3 separate regions of the Zea mays genome follow, and all the other regions are linked to region 2. A link is a contact called in public Hi-C data. All regions are on one chromosome and are shown on one strand. Each heading gives the region's core, a stretch centred on a gene start, on an enhancer-like site or on the middle of the called end of the contact. The rest is flanking DNA. Distances are from core to core; before and after follow the strand shown. Region 1 holds the start of LOC103633413. Region 2 holds the start of LOC100191929. Region 3 holds the start of LOC100279246.

The links. A called contact is a pair of places that touch in the nucleus more often than the background predicts.
Region 1: a contact with region 2 is called in a Hi-C map of tassel, with 4 times the contacts expected there. The contact joins the promoter of LOC103633413 here to the promoter of LOC100191929 in region 2. A contact is called at or near these places in 3 of 25 Hi-C or Micro-C datasets (ear, leaf and tassel) and 1 of 3 datasets of contacts at active chromatin or transcription factors (leaf).
Region 3: a Hi-C map of ear shows a contact between it and region 2, with 1.9 times the contacts expected there. The contact joins the promoter of LOC100279246 here to the promoter of LOC100191929 in region 2. A contact is called at or near these places in 3 of 25 Hi-C or Micro-C datasets (ear, endosperm and tassel).

Annotation. Positions count from the first base shown.
Region 1 is chr1:32,492,629-32,496,050 of Zm-B73-REFERENCE-NAM-5.0, reverse strand. It overlaps LOC103633413, which reads right to left and starts at 1,588. Exons shown (of 5, transcript NM_001368826.1): 1 at 1,434-1,588; 2 at 1,148-1,285; 3 at 947-1,050. The coding sequence starts at 1,268.
Region 2 is chr1:32,296,905-32,300,694 of Zm-B73-REFERENCE-NAM-5.0, reverse strand. LOC100191929 reads left to right here and starts at 1,513. Exons shown (of 6, transcript NR_183654.1): 1 at 1,513-1,990; 2 at 2,088-2,170. LOC103633373 (small nuclear ribonucleoprotein Sm D3-like) reads right to left here and starts at 1,597. Exons shown (of 5, transcript NM_001301604.2): 1 at 1,184-1,597; 2 at 1,032-1,084; 3 at 865-931; 4 at 713-769. The coding sequence starts at 1,342.
Region 3 is chr1:32,045,420-32,048,724 of Zm-B73-REFERENCE-NAM-5.0, reverse strand. LOC100279246 reads right to left here and starts at 1,503. Exons shown (of 8, transcript NM_001152267.1): 1 at 845-1,503; 2 at 1-80. The coding sequence starts at 1,334.

The DNA of each region.
Region 1 (3,422 bases), core at 339-2,838, 200 kb before region 2:
TAAGGCAAATTTATTAGCCAATGGTGAATCTTTTTGTTTGCATAAGATCCAATGATGAATGCTGCCATAGTCATTATGTATGCTAACATTAAGTGTACAAGTAGGTCATCAACCAAGCAGGATAAAGAGAGCACAAAGAATCATGTAGAACTAACTAAACACAAGCCAAATCAACTAACATGACTGCATTGCCGGGCTGAATTGAACTATCATTGCATATCTGTTACTCAACAGCATCTAACCTGCTAGCACTAAATTTGTAAAAAAAAACTCCTGGCTTTGAGGCATTTCAATTCAAACCCCTTGAAAGATATATTCCATTTTGTTATGACAAAATTAACCAACAATTACTGCATAAGTATCTTATTATGTTATCAAATGTTAGTCATAAAAAACGTTTTGGGTACGTATCTCATGATATCAACCTCGCGACACAAAAAGTATATGCTAATAGAAAAAATGTTAGCTGAAAACGATGTAAAATGAGCATTATATTCTCTAACGTGGGGAGTATCTGAGAAACATAGTTGAAGTAATTAGTTTGTGGACATAGTAAGACAGTATCTGACAACATAATGTTGCAAGTATCCACGATGTTTATCATCAAAAGATTGGCTTCATTTCAATCAAAGCAAATAATAAATCCTATGTAGCTTAAGCAGTCAACGACGTTCATTGTCACTCACAATACAACAAATTCTTGTTTTCCATGTAACAGTAAATAAAGGGCAGTCAAGACAACTTCAGCTGCATCCAGAGTTATGTGGCAAAGATGCGCCTGATAATATGATGTATTCACAACCAACATGACAGATAGTGGCGTCCAAACTACCTACCTTATCACACAGAAAAAGATCTAATAACAAAAAACACTATAATCCAAAAAAAACAATAATCACACAGCACTACATTACAAAACAAAAGAGGAGAGAGAAAAAATCAGTACCTTATCCTCGGCTAACAAGGGGAGGTGGAGCAGGATCTCGAGAGGCTCCGTGTCCGCCGCCATCACAACGAACTCCGATATCCCCCTATTCAGGGTTTTCGTCGCTGCGCGCAAACACAAAAGACACAAATTGAATAAGTATAAACCCCAGAATTAACAGAGTACAGGTCAGGAGACGTGCACAAGGTATTGGTACGGTACCTTCGTTCGCTCCCTTCTTGAGCTGCTTGTAGTTGGCGGCCTGCTGGATGATATCGAGGATACCCATCGTCAGCTGCGCATCAGCCAGCGGGTACGCCTTCGGGTTCACCGCGGACTCCATAGCAGGCCGGGGTGGATCTAGTAGAGGGAGATGGGCGTAAATACCACCATAGTTTTTCAGCAAAAAGGTAGAAGGTAAATAAGCATGAAACAGCCAAATAACTTGATGTTAGGGTTTGAAAAGTCAGTTTCGCACTGCAGACCGGGACGAGATGGGTGGGAATACCTGGTGGGCGTTCTTTGCCGGCGAAGGGCGGCGGTTGCCCGGCAGAGTTATTCGGCCCGGGCTTGGTGGCGGTGGTGTACTGGTTGTCTGGTTGAGTGAGGGCTAGCGGCTGGAGTGCCGTGTGAGGAAGCCGGGAGGAGAGGCCGAGACTGTTGGCGGTTAGGGTTACTTCGCAGTAATATATATCTGGCTGGTTTAGTTGGGCCCTTAATGGGCCTTCTTGTTCCAAACTGGTGACGGGCCTGTTGCCCTGTACGCATGTGCAGCGGCTAATTGGTTTATCTCCTTAACTAGGTCCGTGCGGTGCGGTGCGCAAAAAAAAAATTGTACGAAACAAAGATATAGAACGATATACATTGTATGATTTTTTTTGTTGATAATTAATTTCTTCTCTATCTATATTTATACTAATATTCTAAATTATGGATAAGTAAAATGAGATTAACCCTGGACGACAACTATATCAGTTAGAGCAACTCCAAGAGACTCTTTATATCCTTCATAATCTATATAAATAGATATTTTACCGTTGGAGATTGAAAATATATAGAAAGTGGTTTTAATATAAATGACTCTCCAAATGATAATTTAGAGAGTGAAATTTAAAAATACTCTTGAAGGTGCTCTTACAGGCTCATTCGTTCCACTATTATTGTATCTTTTTATATTTTTAGTATCTGTATAAGTAACATATTCTATTCTTCGTTATTTTCTATGTTAAGTTAGAGGCTCATTCGTTCCACTATTACTTTAACTTTTATATTTTTAAGATTAGTATCAATAACCTATTCTATTCCTAGTTCTTTTCTATGTTTTTTCACCTTCAGATTAGCCTATGGATGTGAGTTTGTATATATCCGTGTCTGTGCGTTTTAGTTGATTTTCCTATGGATGAAAAGGCTAGAAAAGTTGAGATAGTGGTGAGCATAATATTAGGAATTTAATTTCTTCATTACAAGATGATATTGTTCCTCATGGTCACTCATTGTTCTCTCATAGAGTGTACAAATGTACGACTATAATGGATGGGCATCCTCGTGGTTCCATGCCTGATTAAAACAAGCCTTGCAAAGACATATAAAGAGAGTGATTTTGGCATGTGCATTCCACTTCTCATAGTGTACCTTATCACCAACTAGGATGGTGGGTCCTTATGTTTTGGAAGTCCTTTTATGGTGACTCTAAAGACTTTCACATCAATGGCAACTAGATATGCCTCTATATGATTTTTGTAACAAGAAAAATCATCTCCCTCGAACATGGGAGGGGTCCATCACCATCGGACATCTTTGTCTAAGTGAATGATGCCTAAACCAATGAGCACGAGGCTTTGATGCCAATTGAAAGAATTCAGATGTCTAAGAGAGGTGAATTGGGATAAACTAAAAAACTCTAACAAATAAATCCTATTAGATAATCCACTTCACCTCTTATGCCTAAGAGTGTTTTCTGTTCGATCATAAAAAAATTCACCCTATGTTCTAACCCTATTTTAGCATGTTAATTCTAGTAGTATAAAGACAATAATTAAATTTCCTAGATATAGATGCTCAAAGTTAAGAAGGGTTAGAAACACAGTGATGTTTTCCCACGGCATCGGAGAGTCGATACTCTCCACTATTCCTCATTGCAGCTTCTGCACAAGGATGTCATCGTCCACCATTCGCGTAAGGTTCTAGTGCTCTATATGAATTGATTCTTTACCACTCTAGCATGGTGAATCACCCACAACCATTTACACCTTGAACTGTACCACCCATAATCTCCACAAAGTGATAACCAAACTGAAAGGGAAATAGGCTTACACCTTTTCCTAATTGATTTTGGTGGTTGAAGTGCCCAACACAAATAATTGGACTAACTAGTTTGCTCTAGATTATAAGTTCTACAGGTGCCAAAGGTTCACAACAAACCAATAAAAAGACCAAGAAATGATTCAAATAAAGAGAGCAAAAGACAACCGAAATGTGCCCTGGTCTGGCGCACCGG
Region 2 (3,790 bases), core at 264-2,763:
AGGCAGCAATTTGCAACCCTATATAGTCATTTTAGGTTTCCATTAGTTATGGCCTCACGGGCAAAAGAAGATAAAATCAAATTATAGAAGGTGGACCAATAGAAGTGAATATGTTTTAGTGGTTTGTAATGTATATCATGTACTCATATCTGAGCCAATCATATACAGCCAAACCAAAGGCAACGGGAAAAACAATGATTGAGGTAGAGCGAGGAAAAAAAGGAGATCCAAAGTAACAGTGTTTTGATGAAGAGCACATAACTGATGGAGAGGTTCTAGCTATCATACTGATGAGAAAACAAAAAAAACAACTCCCCAATATTTTGTGATATCCAATTATCCATTAAACTAGAATTCAATAACAGAACTGATGGAGATGTTCTAGCTATCCATGAGCAGATTTGCAGCATTATTCATCTTTGACATGTTTGATAGCGTACGAAAAAATACCCCATAAATTCATAATTTTAACTGATATGAGTGAGATTATTCTATGCAGTCAACCAACAAAAGTGTTGTGGTGCCTTTGGAAAGAGTTAATGCACAGTTAACTTTATTATTTCACAAGGGCACATACTCATTGCATTTTCTTTTGCAAATTACACAAACAGGTTAGTCATTATAGTGAAAACTATGTAATGAAATAAAGATACACTGGTGAAACAATCAAAGCGAAAAGTGTCACAACTCAAAACAATGGAAAGCAACATACCCGAGCACGCATTGCAACAGCACGTCCACGACCAACTCCAATAGCTGATCCTTTGCCCTACATTCGACAAAACAAGAAAATTATATACCATCTCACCATTAGTTTTCTCACAACAAGACACTAAGAGGTACAGGGAATCATCAGTAACAAACCCTAATCCTCGCTTCCAAGCGCTTGAACATGGGAGCGTTCTTGAGCATATCAGGTATAATCATAAATCTGTAACATAACAGCAGCAAAACCCACACACAGAAAAAAAAATTAGGCCGCCGTAACTCAACAACATTGCATGACGAAACAAATCTAGTTTTTCGATTACCTCACTCTGCTTCCTCTGATGAAGACGTGCTCCAGCTGCGAAACCTTCCCATCCTGCAGATTAACCAACAGAAAGGAAGAAAATATTCAGGGAACCATAATCCATGAGAATATAGCTCAGATCCGAAGGTAGCGCGGGCAGGGAGAGCATACCTTGGCAGTGAAGGTTATGTTCTCGAGCTGGCAATTCCAGTTATCCTCGCACTCGACCAATGACCCCCGGTACACTTCGCCGGTCTTGAGCTCCACCGTCACCACGTGACCCGCTGCCTCATGGAGCAACTTCACCGGGATCCCCAGGCTCCGGCTCATCTTCCCCTTTCCGTCTCTCTCGCTGGCTTTCTTTTCCCTCTTTTCGCCGCTAAAACCCCAGCTCGTGGAAACAGGGGGAGGCGGCACGAGAAGAAGCGAGGCGGACCAAGGGCGAACGGGAAAGAAAGGAGAGAGGAAGGCCTTAACGGGCCGTTTGTGAGGATACCAGCCCAAATTTGAGAGGAGGGGAGCCTGGTCCAAGTCGCCGCGAAAACGACCTCATCGAATCGCTTGGCGATGAGGCAAATCGCCGAGAGCCCGAGACGAATAAACCGATGCGACGCGTCTTCAATCCACCTGTCCGTGATCCGCTCACCTAGAACCTACTAGAAGGCGAACCAACCCGCACATTCACTTCTCTTCCCATCCGTACGAACTCGCAGATCAGAGAGACCGAGGCGCCCGCGGTTCTGCTTTCCTTCCTTGCCCCGTTCACGAGAGAATTTTCTGGAGTCTTCGACTCGAGCAGGGTTCCGATGGCGCTGCAATGGATGATCCTGGCGTGCGTGGTGGCGGTGGAAGCTGCGGTGGCTGCGCTGGTCACGCTCCCGGTGCCCCGCGCTGTGCGGGGCCAGATCGTCGCGCTCACGTCCTTGTTCCTGCAGCCCCTGTCCAGTGTGATACCCTTCGCCGCCTTCCAGATCCTCGGTGCGAGCATCGCCTCTTCCGTGAGACCCCGACCTAGGTTGGCTTGCGACCCCGTTTCGGGCTGACTGGTTCGTTCTTTTTTCTGATGTGGGTGCAGATCTCTACTGGAAGAAGGAGCACAGACTGATGTGCACCTCGGAGATTTGCACCGCCGAAGAGCGCATTCGCTTCGAGAAATCTGTGAGTGATTGATTCCCTTCCATGTTTAGATTTGTGTGGTGCTTCTAGGTTTCTGCTTTTCCTGCTTAGCTTTGTAAATCTGAAATATGTAGTGATTGTTTTCCCCTTAAGGGCCAGTTGTTTAGTTGGTGTTCTACTTCCTAATTAGATGGAAAAGCGTGAACTGGCCAGATAAGATCGTATTAAAATTTTGTAAAGTTTTATTGATGCTCTCATCTTCAATTTGATTTCAATACACCTGTTTAGTAAGATGATTACTTTCGAAACTTTAAATGGCTCTGGAAAGAAGCAAAGTTTTACTTTTGAGTAGATAAGTTAGAGAACCAGAAATTAGGAACAGTACAAGACGCAGAAGCAAAATTTGGAATATGGGTAGCCATGTTTTTTAGGCTATGTGATCTCCTATAGGCTATAGCACAGGAGGTATAACCTGGACACCTAGGAGCCCTAGGTGATGCCTAGGTCAATGTCATAACTAAGACCCTGTGGCTTCATGTGACACTTGGGGCTTGTTTGGGAACAAGGATACTAGAGGGGATTGGAGGGGCTAAAATCCCCTTGCTTTTCAAATCTGAATAGCAAGAAAATTTTAGCACCTCCAATCCCTTCCGGTATTCTTGCTCCCAAACAAGCCCCTGCGGTATGTCTCAACGCCTAAGCAACGACTCAAAACCCATGTGGGTAACAGAGGTAACAAACATATTCTAGTATTGGTCATATAACCTGTCAACTTTTATTCTATGGCCACTATGCAAGTGACAGGCTCAAAGCATGATGGTCTAACATATCATAGATTGGAAGATGTTTTGTCTATCAGCTACATTTTAGAGGAACTTGATGTTTTCTCATTTGTTGCACCCATCTTGTTAGATGGAATAAATGACATGTTTATTTGCAGCTACACTGATGTCAACATTTCTTAAAAGGACACCAATCTTTCTAAACATATTCTATTGGATGTACCTGTGTTAAGAACTAATAAGCATATATAGACCTATCCTGCATAAATATTTGGATTGCATGATAATTACCACCGTTGAGGCATGTTTGAGATGAGACATAGTACCAGATATACCCCTTAATTTGTATACGATAATTTGAAAAAGGAAGTTCTATTCAATATCAGCATTTGCAAACATTTTCCATACATTTCACATAAGCTGTTCTACAATATTACATTCCCAAAAAGGGCACAATCTATTATCAAGCATATATAGACCTATCCTGCATAAATATTTGGATTGCATGATAATTACCACCGTTGAGGCATGTTTGAGATGAGACATAGTACCAGATATACCCCTTAATTTGTATACGATAATTTGAAAAGGGAAGTTCTATTCAATATCAGCATTTGCAAACATTTTCCATACATTTTACATAAGCTGTTCTACAATATTACATTCCCAAAAAGGGCACAATCTATTATCAAGCTTCAATAAAGTACCACCTTTAAAACAAACAACCTGCATGGTTGGAGGACGCTACCGCCACCGACTTATCTCTGCCATTGGGATATTTTCTGTCTTTGAAGCATTTGTGGCTCTACCATTCATTTTCTTGTGTGCGAAGCTTTTCCAGATTTATCTTCCATGTTTTTGGATTTTGTGCTTTTCGTAT
Region 3 (3,305 bases), core at 254-2,753, 250 kb after region 2:
CAACCGCAAACTTTTAGTATCGACGACATTCCCCGCTTCTTTCAGCCCCCTCCCTTCCTTGTTATTATGAACTTCACGTCCTAAGGGAAATCAAGAGCACATGAGAGATTATTTTAAATTAATTACTCATGAATTTGCCACCTTTGTCAAGGTAACATGCAAACAGCTAACATACTGCATTAAATGAGTTAAAATGAAATCGTAACTGCACTAGCATGGATAACTCAACTTTAATCTCCCATGCAGATGCTTGAGTGCAAGATTCAAATATATCATCCTTACATAAATCACAACTAAGACAGCAGAATAAATATTTAACTCACTTCATTGTGGACCAAGAAGACCTATGAAATGCTCAGAATGAACACTATCCACATGGAGAAGCTCTGAATAGTTTTGCACGTGCCTATCTATATACATAAATTAACACAGGGAAGGCCTTATCAGTATCTTTAGGGCCTCTCCAGTTGGCAATTGGTGCAGAATCACACAATTCAGCACGTTAAAAGCTTGACCTTTAAGACATCGACATTTATTAACACATACAGAAGCCAAAAGCAGCAACGCTTGATCAGCTTTAGGCTACCACATTAACACGTAGAGATATCAGCATTTTGGCAACAATGCATCGTTGGTTCAATACCTTGAAGACCGATCAGTAAACAAGAAAATCAAATGCACAGTGAAAATGCATTTGATGGATCGTACCGTTTTTGACCCATCAGAACTCCGTGTGGCAACGAAACAGACATTATACTAATGCCAAACAAATAAAATTAGAGCACACTATCACAAAAAGAAAAAAAATAAAAGCAGTGCATCACACGAAAAGATCTCGTCTAACCATCTTTCTCGGATCCAGTCGCCGCAGTGGCGGCGCCGCGCGCTGGATCGGGGCGGTAGTGGGCGCCGTGGCGATGGTGCTGGTGGGAGTGATGGGACTGCGAGAACGAGGCGCGGCGAGGAGGCGGCGGCGGGAGCGCGGCCGGCGACGCGCCAGCCCCGAGCGCCTGGGCCGGCGGCGCGTGGCGGCGCCAGCTGGCTTGCTGGAGCGCGAAGGCGATGTCGCTGACGGGGAAGAACTGCTGCATGTGGATCACGTGCGGCCAGTGGTGGCGGCGCTGCTGGACGAGAGAGAAGACGTGGTCGTACTCGCCCGGCTCGCTGATGGAGCGGAGGTGGAAGATGAGGTGGTCGACGATGGCGTTGGCGGCGGCGAACTCGCCGCGCAGCCAGGTGATGAAGCCGTCGCGCTCGTCGACGAGCCAGGCGGCGGGCTCGGCCGCGGCGGCGCCGGGGGCCGGCGAGGCGATGACGGCGGCGGCGGAGGCCATCGCCGTGCGTCCCTCACCACTGCGGGCCGCCGCACACCCCAGCCAGCAATGCCGAGAGGAGAGAGAGATCTAGGGTTTTGCCGTATATTCTCGTTACAGTGTTGTTGGGTTTTTTTTATTTTTTTGTCTCGGGTGGTGGTGATGATGCTGGAATGGTGGACTGGTGGTGGCGATGCTGGAATGGAGACGAGAGAAAAAGAGAGGGGGAAGCAGCAAGCAGGCGCGGCTAGCGGCAGTAGTAGACAGTGAAGAGGAGGTGGGAAGAGGAGAGCCGGATCTGGGCATCCGAAGATTCGTGAAACGGGAGGCCGGCGAGAGGGCGACGCGGCGTCGAGCGGAAACCTAACGACTATGTGGAGCCGCAGGGCCGATAGATGGGTCCGGACCCATGTGTCGGCGTGTGGGATCGGGAAGCGGCGGGTAGGCGGCGGCCGGAGCCCGTGGGTGCTGTGCTTTAGGATTCGCGGGCTTTCTGGATGCTGTTACGGGAGGCGGGCGTCTGTTGTAATGTTGTTGGTTCGCCGATCGCCGTTTACCATCTCCCAGATGCTCGCGGGTGGACAGGACCCGCTTGTATAAGTGGCACGGATCTGTGGCTGTGGCTCATGCCTCTGTTTCTGTTTGGCGAGACAATTTTGTATTGGCTGATGGCCGACGGGAAAAGCGGAACAGAAAAGCCACTGCACCTACTGTTACAGTTATACGGAGCAACAAAGCAGCGTCCTGTAGCTGTTCCAATTTCACCGTCCGACATGTGGGCCATCACCATTGCTGGTGGTGCGTTCACGCGTGCCTGTCTCTGCCTGCGAGTGAGGGCCCCAGCCACCAGCGGCAGCGCTCGGTGGGGGCAGGGCACGCGGGCGGACGCCTCGAGATTCGCCGGGTTGCGACGGACGGACGGCCGATGCCGGGCGCGGTGGGTGTCGGTTGCAGCGGCCCCCACATTAATGTGGGTTGTTGCGAGGTGGGGTGCGGGACACGCACGGGACAGGAAACGGGAGTCCCTTTACGCCACCCGGCCGCCACACGTGGTGGGCGGCCCCACCCGTCAGCCACGCCAAGCGTCAGTTCGTTTCCGAGGGAGGGGCGAGGAAGAGGTAAAAGCGGAGTTCGTTTCCGATGGGTGGGCGAGGGAGAGGAAATTCCGTGCTGACTCGGGCAACTCCGGGCGCGTCTGTTTCTGCTGCCCCTTGGTTTCAGTTTTGCAGCGTTCCATTCCATCCCGGTTGGGCGCTCCGCGACGGGATGGCGCCCGCACGGAAACCGGGCCGTGCTAGTCCATTCCGCTCTGTTCCTTTCGGACCCATTGGGGAGCGACCAAACCGATTCGTGACGCCGCGCCGTGCGACCGTCACGTCGCGCCGCAAACAGACAAACAGGTCGGGCGGCAGGTGTGTTCCACGCGCACCTCCGCTTTTAGGATTTTTTACTATTTTTTTGGCAAAACCTTGCGCGGTAGAGATGGAAGCGCGTCTGATTCGCGAGGAGAAAAACTTTCGGTTTTCACTAGGAGTCTGGAGGGCGAGGAAATCCGCGAAATGTAAGATTCGGAATGGCATGGTGGGGGGAGGCCGCAGCCGTGCTGCCGGTGCCGATGCGATGGGTGGCACGTTGCTGTGGAAACTGAAAAGCGCAGGAGGTTGCTTGCGGACCAATCTTGTTTCCCTGAGTTGAAGGTTCACGTATAGATGTCCAAACAGTGCGGGCCGCCCGTTTGGCCCGTGGCACGGCACGAATTTAGCCTGGTCCAAACACGGCCCGGCACGGTCGGTTACGGGCCCGGGCCGGCACGGCCCGTTTAGCGGGCCGGGTATGGGCACATACGGCGGCCCGCGTGCTTTGGCCCGGCCCGGCACGATAAATGGGTCGGCACGACGGCGGCCCGCATATTTATGTAAATACTAAATATGTAAATACATTTAATTCTCTCATAGTATGTAAATACTAAATACGCGGCCAAACATATATAAA